Linked DNA regions of Rattus norvegicus: region 1 is linked to region 2. A link is a contact called in public Hi-C data. All regions are on one chromosome and are shown on one strand. The core of a region is the stretch at or near the end of the contact, and the rest is flanking DNA. Distances in the headings are between cores, read along the strand shown.

Region 1 (6,477 bases), core at 2,589-5,088, 54 kb after region 2:
GCCTGCGTTCCCAGCACACGAGGATCAGAAGTTCAGTGTCATCCTCAGCTACATGACAGGCTCAAGTCAAGCCGGACTATGACTCAAAAACTAAAAACCAAACTCACCAGTGCTGTGAAGGACGCTGAGGTGGCCAGGCACGAGGCTGGTACTCTGCTGCTTTTGTCTCTTGAGACAGGCAGTGCAGCTAAAGGTAGTGTGGAACTCTCAAGCTCAAATCTTCCTCTCACCTCCACCTCCCAAGGGCTGCTGGCATTACAGACCTGTACCTCCAAGCTTGACCGGAGGTCTGGGTCTTGATCAGATCAGTGGAAGAGAAGTAAACGGGTCCCAGGCCCAAGGTAGGGACTTGATTCTGAGTTCTGGACCTCATAGGCCCTCTAACTGTTAAAAATGTGACTACGACTGGGTGCTGGTGGTGGGAATATCTTTTTATTTTTAGCACTCCAGAGACAGAAGTGAGTGAATCTCTGTGAGTTTGAGGCCAGCCTGGTCTACAGAGTGAGTTCCAGGACAGCCAGGGCTACTCAGAGAAATCCTGGCTCAAAAATAAATAAATAAATAAAAATGTGGCTACAAAATGAAACCTATTGGGGCTGGAGAGATGGCTCAGTGGTTAAGAGCACTGACTGCTCTTCCAGAGGTCCTGAGTTCAATTCCCAGCAACCACATGGTGGCTCACAACCATCTGTAATGAGATCCGATGCCCTCTTCTGGTGTGTCTGAAGACAGCTACAGTGTACTCACATGTATTAAATAAATAAACTTTTTTTTTTAAAAATGAAACCTATTGGCTGTGGAGGGGGAGCCATCGGCCCTAACTCTCACAACAGAACACAATCCTCTTCGATTTCCGGGTATAAGGGGACCTGGTTACCTACCACCTGGTTACCTACCACCCCGAGGCATCAGACCAGGTGGACAGGGACACAGATGGACGGTGAGTCCTAGCTGCAGGCCCCTGACACCTAGGTGCTACCCCAGGGCTCTCAGCCTCTGCTTCTCATCTGTGGAAGCACAGTGGAGGAGATCCCAGGAAAGCTCCAAGTCTCAGAGGGCAGCTGCAGGGGGTGGGGAAGAGAGGGATGAATGTAACTGCCCACCCTAACAGGAAGCCACAGCTGCCCCACCCCTAGTCCTAACACTTAACATCTGAAGGCAGTTAGGAAGCTCAGAAGGGGAGAGGCAGAGTGGGGTGCATGACTAGCCGTTGACCCAAGGTAGGAGGTGTAGTGAGAACTCCAGAGTTTTGATTTCTTTTAAAACCAGAGAACTGGTATAAGAATGCACTTCTGGGGGTTGGGGATTTAGCTCAGTGGTAGAGCGCTTGCCTAGCAAGTGCAAAGCCCTAGGTTCGGTCCCCAGCTGGGGGGGGGTGGGGGGGTGGGGGGGTGGGGTGCGCTTCTGTTTTAATCCCAGGTGTGGGACACCGGGCTGCTTCAGACTGTCTATAGCAACTGACTGTGATTTGCCTTGTGCTCTAGGGCATGGTTTTGCCAGCTGCAGACAGTTTCTTCGACTGCGACACTTGGAATTCTGGGAAATTTTCAGGGTGTGTGTGCAGTTAGTTAGCAGCCGTGCTCAAAGAAGAAACAAGAAGAAATTAGGTTCAGAGTTCTCTCCACCACCACCCCCCATCCTTCCTTCTCTCCTATCTAGTGATAGGGGGTGACGGGGGGGGGGGTGGAGGGGGGCATAAAGGGTGGGAAAAGGAAGAACCCACACAGTAACAAAGACTGGCTATAAGGAGGCCTGGTTTCTTATGCACTGACAGGTAGTGAATGGATTTGGGAGCTGTCAGACCCATTTCACAGAGGAGGAAGTAGAGACTCAACAGAGACTCCTGTTTGAGTCACCCTTGACCCACACTCTCTTATCCCAGTCAGGCTCTGAGATCCTGTGTGCATGCACACAGCAGGCTCTGTGGAGGCCAGAGGACAAACTTTAGGAGTCAGCTTTCTCCTCCTACCATGTGGATTCTGGGATCTTCAGCCTTGATAAGCCATTTACCTTCTGGGTCAACTCACTGGCAAACCTCTCTTTATTCTTATTTTATGTTTGTTATTCTTATGTGTTTGGCCTGCATGTGTCTGTAGGAGGGCGTCAGATCCCCTGGAACTGAGTTACAGACAGTCCTAAGCTACCATGTGAGTGCTGGAAATTGAACCTGGGTCCTGTAGAAAAGCAGCCAACGCTCTTTTTTTTTTTTTTTTGGTCTTTTTTTCGGAGCTGGGGACCGAACCCAGGGCCTTGTGCTTCCTAGGCAAGCGCTCTACCACTGAGCTAAATCCCCAGCCCCGCAGCCAATGCTCTTAACCACTGAGCCATCTCTCCAGCCCCAACCCTGGGGTCTGCTTTTAAGACAAGGTCTCAAGTATCTTAGGCTGGCTTCAAACTCAAAAGGTAGCTGAAGTTAACCTTGAACTTTTGATCCAGTTCTGCATTCACATCTGGAGTGCTAGGATCACAGGGTTGAGCTACCACTAGAGGCTGGAGTAGTATGAGGGACCCAACACTTTGTAAAAGTTAAGCTAGCACTCTACCAATTTATCCACTCCAGCCCTCCACCTCACCTCACCCCTGCTTTTTGATATTTATAAGACAAGAACTCATACAACCCATGCTGTAGCAGAGTTCACCTCGAACTCTTGTCTCTCCAGCCTTTACTTCCCCAGGGCTGGGATTACAAACCTGTTCTACCCTGCCCACATGACTCTTGAACAAATCTTATTCTCTAATGCCATGTCTGCCCTGGAATTGAGCTCAAAGCCCCCCTGCACCTTCTCCTTTCTTTTCTTCCAGTCTGAATCTCTTCCTTGGGCGCACACCAAGAGGCTGACTCTACATGTCTGGTGGTCACTGGCCCTGCCTCTGGAACATTGTGTCTGCCCCACAGTGTGGGCCTATACTGTCCCCTTTGGAGCCTGTCCATCTGTTCGAGACCAGAGAACTCCACTCTGGGAGACCTCCCTCCTCAGCACCTTCTCTAGGTCCAAGGCTCTGAATGCACAGCGCCGTTCTGCTCACATTAGCCCTTTATGCCTCAGACCACACATCTGGGAAGGAAGCTCTCTGTCTCACTCCTCAGAACAAGGTGGTCTTTCCCCACTGTCCGGCGGTAGGGCTCCTGACCTCTCCTCTCCAAATGCGGCTTTCTACATTACCTTCATCTCCCCTCACTTCCTTCCTCTGGGGTTCAGAACATTGCCCAATCACTGGCCATTTCTCATTTGTAACACTATCCAGCCCTTAATAAGTGATTACACACACATACCGGGATGAGTAACAGCAGAAGATGCTCATACAATGTTGAGAGAAAAGCAAGACATAGAAACTGTAAATACAGTATAGAAAACGACGGCCAAATCCCCTGAGCACAGAAAGACTGCAAGGACATACACCCAAATCCCACGGCAGCTCCGTTTGGGTCTCAGGAACGCTGAGAACGTCGTCCTTAGTTTTCTCAGTTTAACAACTACTCGTTCAGTGCACACTTCTAAGAACAGCATCATATAAAACAGTAATAATGTATTTGTGGTTTAAGCATTTCAGACCAGCTCCTTCCGGCTTTACTTCCCGAGCCTCGAATACCTCCAAAGCCTACGTTTTCAAGTTCAGGTAAGTGAGAGACCAGAAAGGAGTTTGGAAGCATAGTTCCTCCAGCCACCAGCACCCAGCTCCTTCCATGCTTTGCCAAGCCTGGCCTCTGAGCTCCTCCTGTGGGGCTTACCTGATGCAGGGAGGTCAGCCTCCGCAGCTCGGCTCTAAGACGCGCACACCTGTCACTCTAGGTGAGGACTCGCTCGCCAGCCGGGAGCCCCGGAGGAGGGAGTCGGAGGGGGCGGGGCGTGACGTCACCAAGCCCCGCCCCCGACTCTCCTGTCCCGCCCCGGCTTCCCAGCCCTGGGGGTTCGTGGTTCTCATGCTTGTTGGGTGTCCACACTCACGCCCTGCGTGCCTGGGCTCTTGGCCATCTGCCCTGCCTCCTCCTCCCACCCACTCCTGTTAATGTGGAGCCGTCAGACTCTAGGTTGAAGCTATCTGGGACCGGGAGCAGGGATCTGATGCCCAGTGTGTTTTCTTCTTTTTATAGATGTTCTCTACCCCTCAACTTTCCCCTATCCCGCCTCCCCCTGCTAAGGGTTCCGGGAGAGGGGGTTATGGAACCCTGTGGGTTGGGTAAAGGTCGCCTGGTTCAGATGCTCCTACAGTCACATCGCTACACACAGGTGACTCAGGAAAAGAGGTCTCATTGGAAAGGTGCTAGCTACCCCAAAGCTTTAAAAGACGGGTTTGCTTTGGACCAGCCAGTTTTCCGAATTCTGTCCTAAGAAAGACATCTGCGATACATATAATTGTGGGTTTTGTTTGTTTTGTTTTGTATAATGGTAAAAACTGGGGTGAGTCTAAAAGTCCAACAAAGTGGGGAATTGATGAGTAGCCAACTACACAATAGAAGGTTATGCAAGCATCAAAGGCTATGTTTACAAACAGCTTATGATAATATGAGGAAATATTATAATATTAAGGGAATTAAAAGCAGGATGTAGACACAGTCACAGTTGAAAACAAAGCACAATTTGTGCATGGGGAAGAAAATGCTCGCTGTGCCCTTGGTGGGTGGAGGCATGGCGAGGCTTGTTTGGATCTTTCTTTTCAACCTTTAATGGGCTTATTTCACTGCACGGAATTCTTTTACTTTGCTCTTGTGCGGAGGGCTTTGTGAACGTGAGGCAAGCACCCTTCCACCAAGGCTTCACTTCCTGAAAAGTCCCCATTAGCACAGCCCCTCGATGCCCTCCCATAGGCCAGGGGGAGGAAGAGCTACACTTCCCTGAGTTAGAAGGAAATGAAGATCTGAGAGGCCCTTTCTTCAGTCACATGACTAGGAAGGGTCAGAGAAGGGCTACTCTGTCCCAAGACCCCTTAAACTGACTTTTAGCAAGTTCCCAGACCAAAAGTGCCACCAGCTTCAGTTGGGCTAAAGGAATTGGGAGGTGGTCATCCTCTACGATAGCCTCAAAGGAAGTCCATGATTCCGGGAGCCACTTTGTGTGGGGACAGTCCCAGCTTCCCTCCTGTAGCGAATGAGCCTCTCAGGACCCAGGAGACCCTGGGGTGACCACTGTAGCAATGGGACAGAGGCTCCCAGGGGAAGGTGTGGGCTGAAACGTCGCTAGAGAACTCTGCTCCATCTTTAATAGCTTTCATAAGCTTTCTGACTTGGTGTGGTAGTAAGTTCAGTACTTGGAGGGGCTGAGGCAGGAGAATTGAGTCGGGGACATCTGGAAGGAAAGGGGAACATTTCAGACATGCTTCAGTGAACATCTTTGATAAATAGCTGGTTCCCTAAGACTCCAACACCAAGTACAATACCCCATCACTCCATGCTCCACACCACGTACCTCTGTTCCGTTGCTTCAATGTGCACACCCCTGCAACAACACCATCACCATCACCACCACCACCACCACCATCACCACCACCACCACCATCACTACCACCACCACCATCACCACCACCATCACCACCACCACCACCATCACCACCACCACCACCATCACTACCACCACCACCATCACCACCACCATCACCACCACCACCATCACCACCACCACCACCACCATCACCACCATCACCACCATCACCATCACCACCACCATCACCACCACCACCACCATCACCACCACCACCACCACCACCACCATCACCACCACCACCACCATCACTACCACCACCACCATCACCACCACCATCACCACCACCACCATCACCACCACCACCACCACCATCACCACCATCACCACCATCACCATCACCACCACCATCACCACCACCACCATCACCACCACCATCACCACCACCATCACCACCACCACCACCATCACCACCACCATCACCATCACCACCACCATCACCACCACCACCACCATCACCACCACCACCACCATCACCATCACCACCACCACCACCACCATCACCACCATCACCATCACCACCACCATCACCACCACCATCACAACCACCATCACCACCACCATCACCACCACCACCACCATCACCACCACCACCACCATCACCACCACCACCACCATCACCACCACCACCACCATCACCACCACCATCACCACCACCACCACCATCACCACCACCACCACCATCACCACCACCACCACCATCACCACCACCATCACCACCACCATCACCACCACCATCACCACCACCATCACCACCACCACCGTCATCAGCGTCATGACCACCACCAAGTGCCCCTTAGGGACAGGAGAGGTAGCTTAGCAGTTAATAGCACTAGCTGCCCGTGCAGAGCCTCAGGTTCAATTCCTAGCACCCACACAGCTCACAACCATCTAGAACTCCAGACCCAGGGCATCTGCCACCCTTTGCTGACGTCCATGAACACTGCATACATGTGCAACTCCAGGCAGAGAACCCAAACAACTTCAACAAGATAATTTT
Region 2 (5,946 bases), core at 2,024-4,523:
ATCCTTAAGAAAGCAAGTTCAGGGCTGGCACCTGATAAACTGGGCAGGCAGTACATGCCTATAATCCTAGGCATTGTGAGATAAAGGGAGGGTCAGAAGTTCAAGGTCATCTTCAGCCACATAGTACATTCAAGTACTGCCTAGAATACCGGGAGACCCTGTCACCAATTTAAAACAAAACAAAACAAAACAAAACAGGTTTAGTTCAGTGGAGCCGAAAGACAAAGATGAGGCCAGCAGGAGAGCAGAGCCTAGAGCACAGTGACCTTCAGCCCAGAAGGTTAACAAAGGAAAAACAGAGCTGAGACTAAAGAGACGCCAGGCTCCAAAGGGGCAGCAAACAGGAAGGAGGGAGGTCATCTTGGAGTTATGGTCCAGAATGAAGGAAGCAAGACGCAGGGTGAAGATGCACAACACCACTTCCTCTCAAACTTTCAAAGGCTTTTTTGTTGACCACATGGGGATCAAATCAAAACCCTCTGAGAGGGAGACACTGCAGGACTCTGTGTCTGCTTGGGGCTCCTGTTACGTGGAACCCTCCTCTCCTCCTCGTTACTGCACCTCTAACTTCAGGACCAGGAAGGCACTGAGCACACCTCAGGTCAGAAGGGAAGAACAAGGCTTGGAGAGCCGACCAACTGACCTGTGATGAGACCGGTTGGCAGCCCCACCTCATGGACGGAGGATGATGGAATGGGACTCATGAAAGCACTTTGAACTGTGCCTACACACGGTAAGTGTTCAAGAAACGAGCTGCTGTTCCTATTGTCCTCTGGGTCCCTTCAGAGCCCTCTCCCCACCCCAAGTAGAACACTGCCTCAAATGTATTAGTTATGTACTGGGCTACCTCAGCCAACCACAGCCTTTGACAGGGGACAACCCAGGTCTCTGGCCTCTCTTACCTGATGGCCAGCAAATTCAGGGCACACAGGAAATATTCAGGAAGTACCTGCTGCCCCCCAAAGCCTCAGCCAAGGTCCTGGGGCAGACCCCACACCAAACTCTGAGCCTAGCTCCAGGCTTCCCAACACTCACACCAAATCCCCAGTCTCATTCGCTGCTACTCACTTTCAAAACAATAAAAGCCTGGGCCCTGCCTTGCCTAGCAGTTTCTACTCCAGGGAACATGCTGAGAGAAATGCCACAGTGGGGACTGGAAATAGCACTGAGCCCCTCTTGGGGAGAGGCCTGGGCAGGCCAGCTGGCAAACAGGAGCAAAACCTCAAAGGCAGAGAGTGCTAGAGGGCTGAGGACATGGCTCGGTGGCACAGTGCCTCCTGAGTGCCTCAGGTCCTGACCAAGTGCACACGACCAAAACAGAGGAAAGAATGGGAGAAAGCAGACTGCAGACAGGAGGCCAGGGCCACAGAACTAGGACAAGCTGGTCACTGACGCCCTCCCACACAGAAGCTCTTCTCTCCTTCTTAGTACAACCCCATCACCCTGGGAGCAACTTACCAGTCATCCCCCAGGACTGCACAAGGACGCCCAGGTCACATAAGGATCTTAGGGGAGTATTTAGAGCCTCACCACCGACACTGGCCAATGGGGTCACAATCTATATTCACCTCCCCGGCAGACTGGGAGCCTATAGAAGCAGGTACTAGATCCTGTTCCTCCGTGTTCTACATCAGGAACATCAGGGAGAGAAATGGGCCAGCAGGGACTGGAGGCAGCCCTGAGCACACAGTAGATTCTCAGTACGTTACAAGGCAATTTGGCATACGTAGGGATGAAGGACTCTACTAGAGCCTACTAGTACCACACCGACAAGTGAGTCACTAATCTCCATCCCACCCCACCCACCTTGACCTGCTGCCTCAGTTTCCTCTCCCGTAACCATGCATGATAATTTAGTCATACAACTGCTGTGAGAACAAACTGGGATAACATGGATAGCAAAAAGCCTATGAGGAATGTCAGTCGCCAAACTTTGGCTCAACTATCCCTCTGTACTGAAGTCTTGTTTTGTTTTGTTTTTTTTCCTGGCCTGTTCCCCCCTCCCATCTCCCCAGCACTGAATCCACCTCTGTACGCCTCTGCCTTTGTCTTGTGTTTCTGGAATCCCTGTACTTATTTCCAATTCTGATTCTGCCCAAGCCCCTGAGGGCTCCTGGATGCCTAGATCCTCACATCTATGTGCATGTGGGGGCACCAGCCTGGCTTCTGGGGCTCCCCCACCCTAGGGTTCCAACTTAGGCACAGAACAGAACTCTCAAGATATTCAGCTGTACAGAGCCCAAGGGCCCACCAAACTTGTTGACACGGAGGGATGCTGCAAACAGCCCGTCAAGAAAGCCAGACCTCTGAGACCTGCACCGTGTGTGTGTGTGTGTGTGTGTGTGTGTGTGTGTGTGTGTGTGTGTGTGTGTGTGTGTTGGCTGGGTCTGAAGCACTAGCCTCCAGGGCACAGATTGCTACTTCTCTCCTTACACAAAGCACCTGGCATCCGGATGAATAATACATGGACCTTCACCTCACACACAGGTATCAGGCAGGACGACACCTGCTTTGCCCCACCAAGACCTCCAAGGGAAGGATGGATGCGATGTCTTGCCTCATACAGTCCTCCAGAAAGGATACAAACTAAAACTCCGAGCCCATTCCCCAGACTCCTTTGCTTTGCCACTGCCTGGAGCTCCCTAGCCCTGAAGTCCTAGTCAAGCAAGGTGTCCAAGGGCGTGCCCCGGAAAACAGGCACAACACACCCAAACAATCTCTAGGGTTCCTTTGAGCATCCAACATCCTGGGGGCCCCGGATTCCAATCTGTCCCCCTCCAAATCTACTGACTTGTGTGCAAAACGCGCGCACACCCCCCATTTACGCATGTACCGCCTCAAGGGCCGACCACCCGGCCAGGTCAAAGCCACTGCACTGGGGACCGACGCCTCTCCGCTCCGTTCAGTCCTGCCAGGATGCAGCACATCCACCGCGACGCGCACAGTCCCATCGGTAAGAGGCTGGGCCCCGCGCCGCCCACCCCGGCTCCCCCACGAGCAGGTCGGGTTACACTCAGGGCCCCGCCACGCTGGCGAAGCGGGCACACCCACGGGCTGCTCGGGGGGCCTCTAAGTCCCTTCCTCCCTGCGGGAAGTCCCCAGCTGGGGTTCTCCCCAAAGTGCAATCCCCGCCCGGCCCCGCGCATCCCTCCGCCCGGGTACCTCAGGAGCCCATGGCGCTGGAGTCTGCAGGCGGAGCAGGCGGCGCCGCAGCCCGGTTTCTCAGCCGCCGCTGGCGCGTCCCGAGCCCCGCCGAGTACCGCCGCGACGCGCCTGCGCACTCGGAACGCCGCTGGCGGGGGCGGGGCCGGAGCGCGCAGCTGAGGTCACTCGCTGAGCCTTAAAGGGACCGCGCACTAAGAAGCACCACGCTCAAATCTCCAGCCAGGAGGATGGTGCTGTCCTCTCGCAACTCGCAAAGGCACCGTGAGAGACCCAAGGCCCAGATTCCCGAGTCCCATCCACTACAGTCCTGGGATGCAGACAAACTGTCCCAGACATTCGCGGGCTAGCTAGAGTTTCGATTCTCTGAAAGCCTTGTGTGCGTCAACTCTGAAGGTGAAACGAGATCCAGTTGTCCTTTGAGATAGGGAGGGTGAGTGTGAGGCTATGGAACGGACTTCCACGGAGCGTTTTGTGTAGTTGTACAAAATGAATCTGATCCGGTGGAGCTGCCCCGCCTCGTTCCTGGCTGCCTAACTAACCGATTCTGGAGGTGTCATTCCAGCCCCTATCCCATTTTGATTTGTGAGGTCCCCACGTCTTACCCAGATGACTGAAATGCGTAATATGCAACCAAGTTTATTTTTATCTCCAGCTCCAACTGTCTGCCGACGCTTCTTAGCGGGCTCAGCTGCTTCCCCTTCCACACACGTTTCTTCACAGCATTCCCCAATCCTGCTTCCAGTCTCCAAGTCAGAAGGTCTGGAATCATCCTTGAGTGCTCCCCCTCGTCCCATCAGCGTGGACAGGACATCCTGCATCCCTAGACTCTAACCTCCACCCTACCATACTGCTGCCATGTGGTCCAGGCTCTGCCCAGGTGCTTTGGACATCCACTAAGACAGCACCAATTTTCCAACCTTGTCCTCTGCAGGTGTTTGTGTCGATGTGAGAATCAGGGATTCCTTAAAAATCTAGGTCAGTGGAGGAATGCTTACTAAGCATTCACCAGACCCTTCTTTTGATTCTTTGCACCAGAATAAAGAAACCCATCCAAAATATAGCACTTCGCTCAAAACTGCAACTAGTTCCCCATGTCATGAAGTGGAGCCAACGACTGCAGATCTCTGCACAGCCTTGATCAGCATCTCCCTCGGCAGGCATGCCTCAGCCCGTCTCCCCCTTTTCCTGGACACTGGCCTCTTGCTTTCTCTATAGCCAGGTGTAGGCATTCAGCTTCCATGCCTTTGCACCTGATGTCCCCTCTGCCGTGGTTACAGTTTTTCAGGCACCTTTGAAGGTGTCTTCAAAGGTTTGCTCTGCTGGTTTTTCTAGGGAAGCTGAAGAGGCAGGACTGTTCTGAGACAAATATCTCCTACCAGAGTAAGACTGCTGAGCCCCTCACATGCAGTCCATATTCAATAGCTCACTGTGCCCTGTCCTCCCAATAAAATTGAATTTCTAACATGCGTCGATCATTTTCCTATCTTCTCATTCATCTTCCAGGAGAACCCGAGTTCCAGAAAGACTGTTGCATTAACTTTGTCTGGGGAGATATATACCCCAAGTAGGAAGGCACCCAAACAGATCAAAGATTCTACTCAACTCTCCCTCCATGAATCTGTGAGTTTTGGGGGCTTTCTATGGCAAAATGGGGGAGGGATTACTGGCAGCTGTGATGTGTAACTCTCCCCAACCCGCAGTTGAATGGCCTTTGGGAATTAGAGTTCTTGGGAGGTAGAAAATTATAGAAGGGGGAGCCATTCCCATGAAGCTGTGGAGAGGTATTACCCATGCCGGACTGGGACTCTTTTCTTTTTTCATGTTGCTTTTTAAATACTAAGCAATCGTTCCCTCTTGCTCCTATAAGCAGCTGTAATAGACACATTGAACATTCATTCACCAAGCCAGATTGGGTAGGATCATTCCTTTTTTCTGTGGCTTAGTCCCTTACCTGGGATGAGCAGATGCTTGTTTGCATCTCCCCAGGAAAAGTGAATGCAGCAAGATCAGAGATGTCTGATGGTTTTTTTGTTTTCTAATGAAAGCACCTGAGTACTCTGCACCCGGGTTGGCATGGCAAGCATGTACGGAAAGTGTCTGTAACACTGACAAATATAATTGCTAGATCCTGAGGGGAAGCTCAGGGTAATGGTACTTGGCCACCTGAGTTCAACCCCATGACTACATGACCTAGAGGCACACAGAGTGACATGAACACACACACACACACACACACACACATACACACATACACACACACACAGAACACACACACACACTAATAGATATATATTTTTCAAAGAAAAAAAGACTAGTAGCCTTTAATTGCATCGTATAGGAAGCAGGAGCAATTAGATCTCTGTGAATTCAAGGCCAGCCTGGTCTATGTAGCAAGTTTTAGGCCAGCCATGGCTACATAGTGAGACAGTCAGTCAAAAAATAAATTAGCAGAGGGACAGTGGTACACACCTTTATTCCCAGCACTAGGGAGGCAGAGGCAGGTGGATCTCTGAGTTCAAAGCCAGCCTGATCTACAGAATGAGTTCTAGGACAGACAAGGCTATGTAGAGAAATCCTTTAGATAGATAGATAGATAGATAGATAGATAGATAGATAGATAGATAGACAGACAGACAAATGGGTGGATGGATAGGTAGATAGATGATAGATAGATAGATAGATAGATAGATAGATAGATAGATAATTGATAGCAGATAGGGAGATATAGATGATAGTTGATAAATGTATGGATAGATGACTGACAGATAGATAGATAGATAG

The links. Hi-C and Micro-C count contacts between places; a contact is called where the count stands out from the background.
Region 1: a contact with region 2 is called in a Hi-C map of liver, with 2.1 times the contacts expected there. The contact joins the enhancer-like site here to the promoter of Tmem184b in region 2. A contact is called at or near these places in 4 of 12 Hi-C or Micro-C datasets (the Rat2 cell line, hepatocytes, liver and 1 more).

The regions. Positions count from the first base shown.
Region 1 is chr7:112,898,268-112,904,744 of GRCr8, forward strand. No RefSeq gene overlaps it. Among named protein-coding and RNA genes, the nearest start is that of Csnk1e, 14 kb to the left of the region's middle. Within about 2 kb of position 3,839, at least 12 of the 93 cell types and tissues checked have an H3K27ac peak or open chromatin away from gene starts, as enhancers often do. A contact at or near this core is called in liver, where this site is marked.
Region 2 is chr7:112,845,078-112,851,023 of GRCr8, forward strand. Tmem184b (transmembrane protein 184B) reads right to left here and starts at 3,274. Exons shown (of 9, transcript NM_001173370.1): 1 at 3,163-3,274.